Regions from separate parts of the Ovis aries genome. Here region 1 is linked to region 2. A link is a contact called in public Hi-C data. All regions are on one chromosome and are shown on one strand. Each heading gives the region's core, a stretch centred on a gene start, on an enhancer-like site or on the middle of the called end of the contact. The rest is flanking DNA. Distances are from core to core; before and after follow the strand shown. Region 1 holds the start of EHHADH (enoyl-CoA hydratase and 3-hydroxyacyl CoA dehydrogenase). Region 2 overlaps MAP3K13 (mitogen-activated protein kinase kinase kinase 13).

Evidence for each region. Hi-C and Micro-C count contacts between places; a contact is called where the count stands out from the background.
Region 1: a Hi-C map of liver shows a contact between it and region 2, with 5 times the contacts expected there. The contact joins the promoter of EHHADH here to the enhancer-like site in region 2. A contact is called at or near these places in 3 of 16 Hi-C or Micro-C datasets (blood, liver and mixed tissues).

The regions. Positions count from the first base shown.
Region 1 is chr1:202,650,325-202,657,459 of ARS-UI_Ramb_v3.0, reverse strand. EHHADH (enoyl-CoA hydratase and 3-hydroxyacyl CoA dehydrogenase) reads right to left here and starts at 2,654. Exons shown (of 7, transcript XM_027957538.2): 1 at 2,558-2,654. The coding sequence starts at 2,631.
Region 2 is chr1:202,616,823-202,623,181 of ARS-UI_Ramb_v3.0, reverse strand. MAP3K13 (mitogen-activated protein kinase kinase kinase 13) reads left to right here. Exons shown (of 16, transcript XM_060419588.1): 3 at 2,820-3,043. Among named protein-coding and RNA genes, the nearest start is that of MAP3K13, 20 kb to the left of the region's middle. Within about 2 kb of position 1,476, at least 6 of the 54 cell types and tissues checked have an H3K27ac peak or open chromatin away from gene starts, as enhancers often do. A contact at or near this core is called in liver, where this site is marked.

The sequences.
Region 1 (7,135 bases), core at 1,405-3,904, 33 kb before region 2:
AAAGATTTGAACTGTTTGGGCCAAAATATATTCAAATAATCTCTCACTTATCTAAGAAGAAATAGTTACCCAAATAAAATTAGAAATAGGAAGGAGGAAAGGAAGGGGAGATGAAAAGCGTAAAGCAAAAAGAGAGAAAAAAAGGGGGGGGGGACCTGTTAAACTGGATGAGCGTGCTAGGACACATACCTTCACCTAAGTACAAGTTTAAGAGGAAAGCGCAAAAAAGTGTTTATCGCCAAATGGAGAAAATCCTGATGCAGCTGCAATGAATCCTGAGCAGCAGGGCCTGTTGGTAGGGGCTTGTAACAGGCCTTTTGCCTAATAAAAATAATGATAGCTGGTGGTGCAGTGGTAAAGAATTCGCCTGCCAATGAAAGAGATGCAAAAGACGCGGCTGAGTTGGAAAGATCCCCTGGAGTAGGAAATGGCAACCCACTCCAGTATTCTTGCCTGGAAAATCCCATGGACAGAAGAGCCTGGTAGTCTGCAGTGCCTGGGGTCAAAAAGTCAGACACAACTAAGCGCGCACACACACACAACATCTAAGTGTCAGTTTCTAATCGGCAACACATTTAAACCTCACAACTTAATGAGGTAGGTACTAAAATTTCTTCTGCAACGGGGAAAGGGAACAGGTTAAATACCAGACACATTTTAAGTAGTTATGGGAAAATATTCCTAGTTATAGGTACTAAACTGTAGAACCATTTTCCCCAAAGTTAGAGATGGGCACAGTTATCCATTATGAGAGATTAAGGCAGAGTCCTAATACTTAGTAATTTTAATTGAAATACAAAGTTCAAAATTGATATGTAATTGTAGTACTCCTGTTTTTCTTCATCAAAACCGAAATAACAATATTTTGCTTTATTCCGAGTGGCAAGTAAGTGGACTTATTCTTTGTGTGATTTTATTTCTGAAAATTTTTATATTATTAAATGCAAAATTTTATATTAAAATAAAAGTTATAATATTAATGCTAATGATAAAACCAAATCTGCTGACAGGACAAAAATTCAGTTAAAATTAGCATGTCTTCTCATTTCAGTCTCTTTTTGCTCCAGCAGCATGCAGTAAGGATTCTGACCAAAAGTCGTTCTCTTTATGCTTTATATGTTCTCTGTAAATGATCATTTCCCTACTCCCTGTGGACGAGTGGTTTTTTCCCCAGGTTGATCACTATACTTTTTTCAGAGATATAAAAGAACCAGGTGGTGCTAGTGGTGAAAACCTCCCTGCCAATGCAAGAGGCATAAGAGTTCAATCCCTGGGTGGTAAAGATCCCCTGGAGGAGGGCATGACAACTCACTCCAGTATTCTTGCCTGGAGGATCCCATGGACAGAGGAGCCTAGGGGCACACAGTCCATAGGGGCACACAGACTCATACACGGCTAAAGTGACTTAGCACAAACCTATATATCATTAATTTTCAAAATAGCAGCATTAATCTCACTTTTTAAAGTAATGCTTTTACTAGTTTAACAAGAAAAGTACTCCACGATAAAAGAACATAAACGGCACAGCAGTTTTTCAGGAAATGCTATTTAATAGGCTAATTCTGACATGAGCTTATTCTAACATGGATCTTCACCAAAGCACTAAGACCTTGAAGTTTAGAACAAACCAAGAGATACATCTTTGTGTTTCTGGGCCAGGACATAATTCTCTTTTACTCAATATATTGGCATTAATGGGGATCTTTATTTTTAACAGTGTGAAGCCACCTTATTTTTGGACTCCCAAAGCTTTTAGTCACACATTGTAAGGGTGGCCTGGACTCCAGGTTGGGAAGGGAGGGATCAAGGTCCAGGCAGCACAGCACTAAGACCTCTGGACTAGAAAGTACATCTGAGAAGTCAAAGTTGCAAGTAAGCAGAAGAGTGCAGCACGAAGTTGGCACGGACAGAGGCACTAAGACCTCTGGACTAGAAAGTACATCTGAGAAGTCAAAGTTGCAAGTAAGCAGAAGAGTGCAGCACGAAGTTGGCACGGACAGAGGCACAAAGACCTCTGGACTAGAAAGTACATCTGAGAAGTCAAAGTTGCAAGTAAACAGGAGTTCAGCACGAAGTTGGCACGGACAGACCGGTTCGGGCGCAGCTCCCCAATTTCTAGCTGTCTTCCTCTCAGCCTCGGTTTCTTTATCAGCGAAACGGAGATGAGAGGTCTCTGCAAACAGGTACCGAGGCTACCAATGTAAAGTGAAAGTGAAGTCGCTCAGTCGTGTCCGACTCTTTGCGACCCCATGGACTGTAGCCTATCAGGCTCCTCCGTCCATGGGATTTTCCAGGCAAGAGTGCTGGAGTGGATTGCCATTTCCTTCTCCAGGGGATCTTCCCGACCCAGGAATCGAACCCGAGTCTCCCGCATTGCAGGCAGACGCTTTATCGTCTGGGAAACCACAACGTAAAAGGTCCTGGCATTTGCCCTGATTCTATCCGTGTCAGTGTCTTTCTCCGTTTAAACCAGCAGGGGGAAGTCAAAGCCTCCACTTGAGGCAGGCAGGTACGCCCCTGCTCGCCCTCCCCAGACTGATCGCCGAGAGCCCGTTACCTGATCGCATTGACTGGCGGGTTTCGTAGACGGATCAGTGCCAGGCTGTTCTGCAGCCGCGTGAACTCAGCCATGTTTGCTCAGTTGCCCCAAAGTCGCCTCACCCCTCAGCTGAGAGGCAAGATCACTTTCGCTGGGCGCGTCCTGGGGAGAGGAGGGGCGTCTGCTGGGCCAATGTGAACCCGGCACCGCCTCCGGCCCCAGCACCGCTTCCCGCCCCGGGACGCTCCCGGGCTCTGATGCCCATCCTCCATCTCAGTCCTCCTCCTTCCCTGACCGCAGCCCCGTGCTCAGCACACCCTTGCCGTCTCTTCCTCTTTGCTGGCCCCTGTCCTGCTCCCATCACAAAGTAGGTCAGGCAGGAAGTTGGAAGATGCGTGAAATTGCCAGTAAGTCCAGATTTGCAAACCCCTGGCCCAGAGGGGCTGGCTTCCCTGGACAAGTTCTAGATGCACTAAGTTGGTGCAGCTTCATCACAGTCTTCATTATCCTTCTTAACAAAGACAGATATGTGGGATCCTGACAATTATATGATATGACACATACCTGGAACATATAAAACACTTCATGCATTTCATCTAAATGAGTAAGGTACTAATATCAACCAAACATGTACAGAACTGTCATGCAGCAACCTTGTGGAACATACCACTTTCTTGTCTGTTCAATCCTTCCAGTTTTTTTTTTTTCCTTCTTCTGGCATTCCTAAGGATTATTTCTAAGATTAATACTTCAACTATGAATCGAGCAACTATTATGTCCTAGGCAGCAGGCCAAAGACTAAAGATAAATGAGGCTGGGTTCAGAATGGGACAAAGTTTTTGAAGATGCAGTTGGCCTCAGGTGGTCTCCACAGCCCATCAACTGGCCAGAAGGCAGTCTGGAAGTTTCAGAGGAAAAACAAAACAATGGAGTGGTTTTATTCACTGACGTTTCACAAATTTCAGCAACGAGGCTGGATGGCATCACTGTCTCGATGGACGTGAATCTGAGTGAACTCCGGGTGATGGACAGGGAGGCCTGGCGTGCTGTGATTCATGGGGTCACAAAGAGTCGGACACGACTGAACGACTGAACTGAACTGAACTGAAGGATTATTTTCACAGACATTCTTTTCAGTTCAGTTGCTCAGTCATGTCCGACTCCTTGCAGCCCCATGGACTGCAGCATGCCAGGACTCCCTGTTCATCACCAACTCCTTGAGCTTGCTCAAATTCATGTCCATTGAGTCAGTGATGCCATCCAACCATCTCATTCTCTGTTGTCCCCTTCTCTTCCTGCCTTCAATCTTTCCCAGCATCAGGGTCTTTTCCAAGGAGTCAGTTCTTCACATCAGGTGGTCAAAGTATTGGAGTTTCAGCTTCAGCATCAGTCTTTCCAATGAATGTTCAGGACTGATTTCATTTAGGATTGACTGGTGTGATCTCCTTGCAGTCTAAGGGACTCTCAAGAGTCTTCTCCAACACCACAGTTCAAAAACATCAATTCTTCGGTACTCAGCCTTCTTTATAGTCCAACTCTCACCTCCATACATGACTACTGGAAAAACCATAGCTTTGACCAGATGGACCTTTGCTGTCTAGGTTGGTCACAGCTTTTCTTTCAAGGAGCAAGCATCTTTTAATTTCATGGCTGCAGTCACCATCTGCAGTGATTTTGGAGCCCAAGAAAATAAAGCCTGTCACTGTTTCCATTGCTTCCCCTCTATTTGCCATGAAGTAATGCTTTTGAACTGCGGTGTTGGAGAAGACTCTTGAGAGTCCCTTGGACTGCAAGGAGATCCAACCAATCCATTCTGAAGGAGATCAGCCCTGGGATTTCTTTGGAAGGAATGATGCTAAAGCTGAAACTCCAGTACTTTGGCCACCTCATGTGAAGAGTTGACTCATTGGAAAAGACTCTGATGCTGGGGGGGATTGGAGGCAGGAGGAGAAGGGGACAACAGAGGATGAGATGGCTGGATGGCATCGCCGACTTGATGCACATGAGTCTGAGTGAACTCTGGGAGTTGGTGATGGACAGGGAGGCCTGGCGTGCTGCAATTCATGGGGTCGCAAATAGACATGACTGAGCAACTGAACTAAACTGAACCGAATGGGACCAGATGCCATGATCTTTGTTTTTTGAATGTTGAGTTTTAAGCCAGCTTTTTCACTCTCCTCTTTCACTTTCATCAAGAGGCTCTTCAGTTCCTCTTCACTTTCTGCCATAAGGGTGGTGTCATTTGCATATCTGAGGTTATTGATATTTCTCCTGGCAATCTTGATTCCAGCTTGTGCTTCATCCAGCCTGGCATTTCGCATGATGTACTCTGCATATAAGTTAAATAAGCACGGTGACAATATATAGCCTTGACATACTCCTTTCCCAATTGGGAACCAGTCTGTTGTTCCATGTCCAGTTCTAACTATTGCTTCTTGAACTGCATACAGATTTCTCAAGAGGCAGGTCAGGTGGTCTGGTATTCCCATCTCTTGAAGAATTTTCCACAGTTTGTTGTGATCTACACAGTCAAAGGCTTTGGCATAGTCAAGAAAGCAGAAGTAGATGCGATATTCTTTTACCTATTGAAAATAAGGGCTTCCCTGGTGGCTCTGACAGTAAAGAATCCCCCTGCAATGGGGGAGACATGGGTTTGATCCCTGGGTTGGGAAGATCCCATGGAGGAGGGCATAGAAACCCACTCCAGTATTCTTGCCTGGAAAATCCCCACGGACAGAGGAGCCTGGTGGGCTACAGTCCACGGGGTCACAGAGTTGGACACAACTGAGTGACCAAGCACAGCACATTGAAAATAAAACCAGTTTCCTACTCTTAGGAAAGTACCCATGGCCTTGAGGCCCTGGAAACAAGTAGCAGTCAGAACCATATAATCCATCAAGGACAGCCCCTCACTTTGATAGCCAGCCAATCATGAATATCCCTGGGCACAAGCTAACATTCAATATCAACCAGCTTCTTATTAGTGGTATCAATCTCTACTGCCTCTAAAATTCTCTCAACTTCACCTTGCCCAAAATCTCAATGTAAGATTAACAGTTGGCTCTGCTTGGAGAGACCTTGTATAACCAGCACAGCATTCCCTGACTGTAGGAAGCAAGAGATTCAGTATTGTTTTCCAAGGGGACAATTTTGCCGTCCATCCTAACAACTTTCAACGTCTCCACAAAGGCCATGTAGGCAAGGCTTAACAGTTCTGAAACTGCTCCTGGAACAAGTGGAGATAAGCACAGCGTGGAGCCATTCTGAGGCATTTTCTCTTCTATATCTTGGAGTCAGTTACAGGTCATTTCTCATGTATTTCCCTGTGTGCATGCTAAGTCACTTCAGTGGTGCCTGACTCTTTGCAACCTTATGGACTCACCAGGCTTCTCTGTCCAAGGGATTCTCCAGGCAAGAATACTGGAGTGGGTTGCTGTGACCTTCTCCGGGGGATCTTCCCAATCCAGAGGTTGAACTTGCATCTCTTATGCCTCCTGCATTAGCAGGTGGGTTCTTTACCACTAGCACCCCTTGGGTAGCCCTATCTATTGCCCTAGTTTTAGTTAAACACAGAACTTTCTGCCTTGTACTTTCTTTCCCTTAGATACATACAGCTGCAAACATCTGTGTAAATCCATAAAATTGCCTGGCAGTAGTTTAAAGTTGGCTCCTCAGTAGGGCAGTGCTAGGGCAAGCAATAAAGGGCCCCAGTAGGGAAAATTGAAGAGGGCACTCACTCCCTGGTTCATGTAACTGCTGCCCCTGTCCTGCTCCTGAACAACAGAGCGATCCCCACACTTTCTGTAATCTGTCATCCAGCCCCTCCTGTTTAGTGTAATACTGTGGGACTAGGGCCCCAGGCAGCTGACACCAGGCTCATCTTCCTTTTGCTCTCTATGTAGATGATAAACTGTCTAAATCTATTTGTATTCCTTATGGGCCCAATCTATGGCAATGTGGCAAGCCAATTTAACAATATGCCACCATGATACTGTTTACAGTCCACTTGACCCCCTTGACTATCTCTTGATCATAGGCTGAACTGTTACATTCTCAAGTTGTCTTATTTGTCTCAACAAGTGCCACTTAACAAGATGCCATTCCTCTTGACTAATGCATTTCCAGATCATTTACATGTTACTAATTTTGCTTGTTAAATATGTCATTTTCATTATTGTCATGGTGTTGCAATTCACAAATAGATCAGTTGATCAGAAATATATTCAATAGTCATCATTAAAAAATCTACAAATAACAAATACTGGAGAGAATGTGGAGAAAGGGAACCCTCCTGCACTTTTGGAGGGAATGTAAGATGGTGCAGCCACTATGGAGAACAGTATGGAGGTTCCCAAAAAAATGAAAAAGAGAATTGCCATATGATCCATCAATCCCACTCCTGGGCATATACCTGGAGAAAACTATGATTAAAAAAGGTAGATACACTCCTATGTTCATAGCAGCACTATTTACAATAGTTAAGACATGGAAACAACCTAAATGTCCATAAAGAAGACGTGTTACACATATACAATGGACCATTACTTAGCCATTTTTAAAAAATGAAATATAACCATTTGCAGCTACATGGATGGA
Region 2 (6,359 bases), core at 227-2,726:
TTGCTTCTGTTTAAGATGTAGAAAGTTGCAAAGAGAACATTTCTCTCACTCCTAACATTAGAAAAACCTGATAATCCATAAAGACATTAACTTTTCTTGAGTCCATGAGAGAGCTGGGTTCACAAGGCAGTCAGGTAAACCGAAATTCCAAAGACAAGCCCTTCTGAGAAGAGATGGGGCACAGAACTGTTTTTACGTTTGGCAGAGCATGAGAGGAAACAGTGACCAGCATAAAAGGGTGATTGCTAAAGAAAAAGTTAAAATTTTAACGAATTCTTGATGTTTGAATATGGGGCTAGAATAACAGTCTAGAATAACTGGGAGCCCCAGACACCAGGGAGTCTGCACTCACTCAAGCTGTTTTCTATAGATCCCTTGTGTTAATTTCCTAGGGCTGCCAAAACACAGTGCCACAAACTAGAATGAGCTAAAACACCAGCAATTCTATCATAGTTCTGGATGCAAGAAGTCCAAAATCGAGGAGTTGGCTGTGCTGTCTGTCTCTCTGAAGAATGTAGGAAAGAATCTACTCCATGCCTTTCCTCTCTCTTTTTAAAAATTGATATTGGATAGTTTTTATTATTTTTAATATTTGTTTTATGTTGGAGTATAGTTTATCTCCTTGCATTTCTCCTAACTCGTGGCATTTGCTGACAGTTCTCAGTATTGCTTGCTCTGTGACCGCATGGCTGTAATCTCTGCCTTCATCTTCACATGACTGCCTTCTTTATGTGTGTGTGTCTGTGTGTCTGTGGCACCTTCCCAACATCTTAACCATTCAAGTGTTCAGTAGTGTGACCTTTATGCACACTGTGCAGCATATAAGTTTTGGCATATTGTGTTCTCATTTCATTCGTCTCAAGATATTTCCTAATTTCCCATGTGTTTTCTTCCTTGATGCGTTGGCAGCTCATAATGTGTATAATTTCCACATGTTTATGTGGAAGTTGTTTGGTTCAGCTCCTGAAGTTGTTTGGTTCTTTTTTTTATGCTTTGTCTTTGCTGATAGTCTTGTTTTGTTCATGCGTCATTTCCCTGATTTTCTTTAGTTGTCTGTGTTCTTGTGTAGCACATTGAGCATCTTTAAGACGATTGTTTTAATTCTTTGTCAGGTAATTCATGAGCCTCCATTTCTTTAGGGTCTGTTTCTGGAGATTTATTTTGTTTCTTTGGTTGAGCCATGTTTCCTCCTTTCTTTCTATGCCTTGTTTTCTGCTGGAATTCGCACATTTAAAAAAAACTGCTACCTCTCCCAGTTCTAGGGACTGGCTTCATAAGGGGAAGACCGTCACCAGTCAGCTCTACTGAAAATTCTGGGAGCCTCTTAAAGCTTCTGTGAAAAGGCATCTTCTCTGAGCTTGTATGAATTGTATTGTATTGTAAGATCTTACGGAAAAACCCGAATGAACTTTGACCAAACAAGTATGTACCTTCCCAATTAGTTTCTTTTTCAGGAGTTTGTAATCTTTTGCTCCCTCTGGTGTTGATCTATAGTATTGCTGATTTTCTGGTGCTGGAACCCGTCTCTGAGCTCTCTTCTGTTCTCAGTGGGACTTGACTTCCTAGGAGCTGAGTCAGAGATGTTTCGAGTTAACCAATTTTGTGTCTCAAAATTATTTCCCTAAAGAATTCAAAAGAGTGGAGTTTTGATCTGAGTAGTACCTTAGGACTTTCCTCCTACTTTAGAATGACTTTTCTGGAGAATGTTCCTAGTAGTACTCGTTGTTGCTTCCATTCTTTGAGAATGTTAGTCTTGCAATCCCATACATCTGCTGTCATTCCCTGAGTCATCTTTGCTCATTTTCTTCCCAGCCCAGGAAGGTCTTCAAGACTTCACATTCTCTTTAGTTATTGTCTGACTCTCCTTTCCTTCTCATTCAGCTGTTTTGAAAGAATTTCGGTGCTTTTTTGGTTGAAATTAAGAGAAAGGATAGGGGGAGGGAGAGATTCAGACACATTTTTTTAAAATATGGTGGTTCTTTGTATTTGCTGAAATAATTTATTAAAATATTAATTGCATCACTGTTTTAAAAGAAAATAATCTGAAGTTCTATTAAGAAGAAAATGATGAATGAATTTCAGTTCATTCATTGTAATAAATTTCATCAGTGCATTGTAGAGCTACTTTTATCAACATGGATCAATCTAAAAAAAAAGTTGCATAAAATAAGTTTTGGAAGGATCTTACAAATTTTCATAAAGATGAAAAATAGTACAGTTGACCCCTTGAATAACACGAGGACTAAGGACACTGACCCCTACACAGACAAAAATCCACATATAACTTTTGACACCCCCAAAATTTACTAATAGCTTATTGTTGACAGGAAGCCTCACCTATAACATAAACAGTCAATTTATATGTATTTTGTATGTTATGTGTATTATATGTTGTATTCTTTTTTTTTAATTGGAGGCTAATTACTTTACAATATTATAGTGGCTTTCACCATACATCGATACAAATCAGCCATGGGTTATTCTTATAGTAAAGTAAGCTAGAGAAAAGAAAACATTATTAAGGAAATCATAAGGAAGAGGAAATATAGGTACAGTTGTTTAGCCGCTAAGTCATATGCAACTCTATGCAACCCCATGAACTGTAGCCCGCCAGTCTCTTTCTGTACATGGGATTTCCCAGGCAAGGAGACTAGAGTGGGTTGCATTTCCTTCTCTAACAGGTACAGTGCTGTGTGCTTAGTGGCTCAATCATGTCTGACTCTTCGCAACCCGATGAACTGTAGCCCACCAGGCTCTTTCTGTCCTTGGGACTTCCCAGGCAAGAATACTGACGTGGGTTGCATTTCCTTCTCTAATAGGTGCAGTCCTGTGTACCTAGTGGCTCAGTCATGTCTGACTCTCTGCGACCCCATGGACTGTGGCCCACCAGGCTCCTCTGTCTGTAGGGATTCTCCAGGCAAGAATACTGGAGTGGATTGCCATGCCCTCCTCAAGAGGATCTTCCCAACCTAGGTCTCAAACCTGGGTCTCCCGCACTGCAGGTGGATTCTTTTCCATCTGAGCCACCAGGGAAGCCCAATAGGTACAGTACTGTACCTTATTTATCAATACCATATGTTTACATCTGTTTATAAGATGAGCCATCTGTCTGTCAGTACCTACATCAGTATTGTGTTATGTGATACAAAACATGGTGATGTTATCCATGTTACTAACACTGGACATAAAAAATGAAAAAATAATGAGATAATGTGAAAAAGAAATTCATATTTATACAGATATAACAATTTGTACATTGATAATGAAGAAGTAGCAGTATGACTGCTTTATGGAACCCGAATGTATCAGTATGATTGCTTCATGTTAGTTCAGCCTATACACTAATGAATGAATCATTATAAAATTTTCATGGCATAGATATTACTATATTATTCATAATGCAATATTAGAAACACTTTTTAAAAAGAAAACCTTATCTATGATAATAAGCTATTTCTCCATTTAGAGAGACAGGCATAGTATATGGTAATGTAATTCTATGAAAGCAAAGTTATAAAACAGAAAATGAACACATTATTTTTATATTAAATATCACTCACCTTATGCCCATATTAGGATAGACTAGTATCCATGTGTACTTTTATGCATTCATGATATAACTTTTTCTTAAGTTTTTCAATATTTCTAAGCTATCTGGTTCATCTGTGAGTTTTTCAAATTGTGACAAATTTCCAATAATTTTTCCAGTATATTTATTGAAAAAAATCCACGTGTGAGTGGACCCACACAGTTCAAACCTGTGTTGTTCAAGGTCCCACTGTACTTTTGGGGGGGATGATGAACACTATATTCAGAATAGTGATTTAAGTATTAGAGAGAAGTATGTGAATTTGCAAGGGTACTGGGAGTGTTTGAAAATTTGTCTATTTTGGAAATTATCTGACAGAATTATGGAAAGATGAGAGAGTGGTGGGAAAGAGGTGAGTTTTAAAGTTAACTTGTGGATTAAAATTGGAAAGCTCTTTGGACTCTTAGGCAGCTCTGGAGGCTGGCTGGCTGCTTTCTCTACTTGTCTCCCATGGCCTCTGGATTCTAACCGAGAAATGATCTTACTGAGTCTGTTGGTCGCAGTGTGATAGGGAATGCTGCCACGGTAATACCCCTGTTTCAAACATGGGTCCCTGGGTTAGGACAGCAGGATATGCTCACACAAAATAGTGTTTCCCAGAAAGGGGCAGCGGAGTGCAGCACTTCCTAAGAGATGAAGACACAGGCTTTCACCCACTGCAGTTTGCCCTTTCTCGGCTTCCTGTGCATCTCTGTCACTGTGTAATCACATGGCACAGTAATTGATACATATCTGCCTGTCTTACTAGATTGTCAATTCTTCAAGCACTCATTCTTAAGTACATAGTAGGTGCCTAATGAATGTTTGTGGAATGAATGCAAATGAGCATACCCTTCCAAGAGATATAATAGGATTAGTAAAAATATGTAGGTATACCTTGGTATATGAAAGTGTAAAGTGAAAGTCACTCAGTCATGTCTGACTCTTTGTGACCCCATGGGCTTTACAGTCCATGGAATTCTCCAGGCCAGAATCCTGGAGTGGGTAGCCTTTTCCTTCTCCAGGGGATCTTCCCAACCCAGGGGTTGAACCCAAGTCTCCTGCATTGCAGGTGGATTCTTTACCAGCTGAGCCAAAGGGAAGCCCAAGAATACTGGAGTGGGTAGCCTATCCCTACCCCAGTGGATCTTCCTGACCCAGGAATCAAACTGGGGTCTCCTGCATTACAGGCAGATTCTTTACCAACTGAGCTATTAGGGAAGCCCTGGTATACGAAATATGTAGCCAAATGGGATCTTTTTTCATAGCTGATATATATGTTACACATTAGAATAACAATTCTTAAACATTAGAATCATCCTGGAGGACTAATTTAACAAAAAACAGATTGTGTGTGTGTACGCATGCATGCATGCACGTGTTTTAACAAAAACACAGACTGCTAGGCCCTAACCTAGAGTGTCTAATTCAGTAGGTCTGGGTGGGGCCTGAGAATTTACATTTCTAACAAGTGCTCAGGTGGTACTGATGCTGCTGGTCCAGAGACCATAGTTAAGAATCATCACATTAGAAAAATCCTGGGAAAAGAATATGGAGATGCACAATGAGAACAGCAAAGTCACATGTCTCTTTCCTCTAAGTATCACTCCTTTTGGAAATGCCTCCTAAAGAAATTGAAAAGAAAAAAAGAGAGAGCGAAAGCAAATTATTCTAACAAACAAATTTTGCTATTTTGCTGTATTGCAAGTGGACTATTAACCGCCATTGCTTCCAGGTCCTACTTTATACAGTGGGGATAACAGCATATTTTTAAATTAAAAATATCTTGCAAGGTTATTGTGAAGATTAAGTTTTCAGAACAATGTCTGGCTTAGTACATATTAGCTATTCTTACATTTTTGGTTAATAAGTTGCAAAACTAACCATAGAGAAGAAAAGAGAAAGAGAGAGGTCTGAGCAGAAGGTATCAATGTAAGAGTCAATAGGATATAAGAAGTCAGTAACGGAAAATGTTAGTCATTCAGTTGTGTCTAACTCTTTACAACCCCATGGACTGTAGCCCACCATGTTCCTCTGTTCGTGGAAAGAGGAAGAATACTGGAGCGGGTTGCCATTCCCTTCTTCAGGGGGTCTTCCTGACTCAGGGATTGAACCTGGGTCTCCCACATTGCAGGCAGATTCTTTACCATCTGAACCACCAGGGAAGCCCTACTAAGAGAAAACCCTGAACAAAAAAGGCACAAGATATTTTTCCTTTACACGTGAAAATGAAATTGTACCTTAGAAGCCAAAAGACCTCTTGACTTTGCATTTGAGAGTTTACTGTTTGGGAACTCTATTCATTATGCTGTAATGGCCTATATGGGAAAAGAATCTTAAGAGTAGATACATACAAATAATGTCAAAAGTGTTTTTTTTTTCTTCTTTTTACTAACTAGATGAGAATTGTGAGGTAGAGACAGAAGAGAGAAGTGCTTGGAAGAAAGCAATTTGATTATCTAATTTTTCCTTCCTCCCTGCCTCCAGCCTGTACACTTTTATTCCAGCTTCATTTCAAAAATCAGGTTGCAGTTGTACATGAAATTATTATCCCATTTACTGTGCCTTCCTAAACTGGAGGCCGTAGGGACTGGGAACATAGTGAGCTGTAATTATTGTGATGTCATGCTAATGATTTAAAATTTTTCTTTAAAAAATATTTTATATTCTTTAGATAGTACTGAAGCCATTCCAGCCACTATTATAAAATAGTGCTGAGATATTCTAGGAAAAATATTAAGGAGCAGCCCTCCCTTTGCTGAACTTGCCCTGATACTCTTTCCCCATTCAC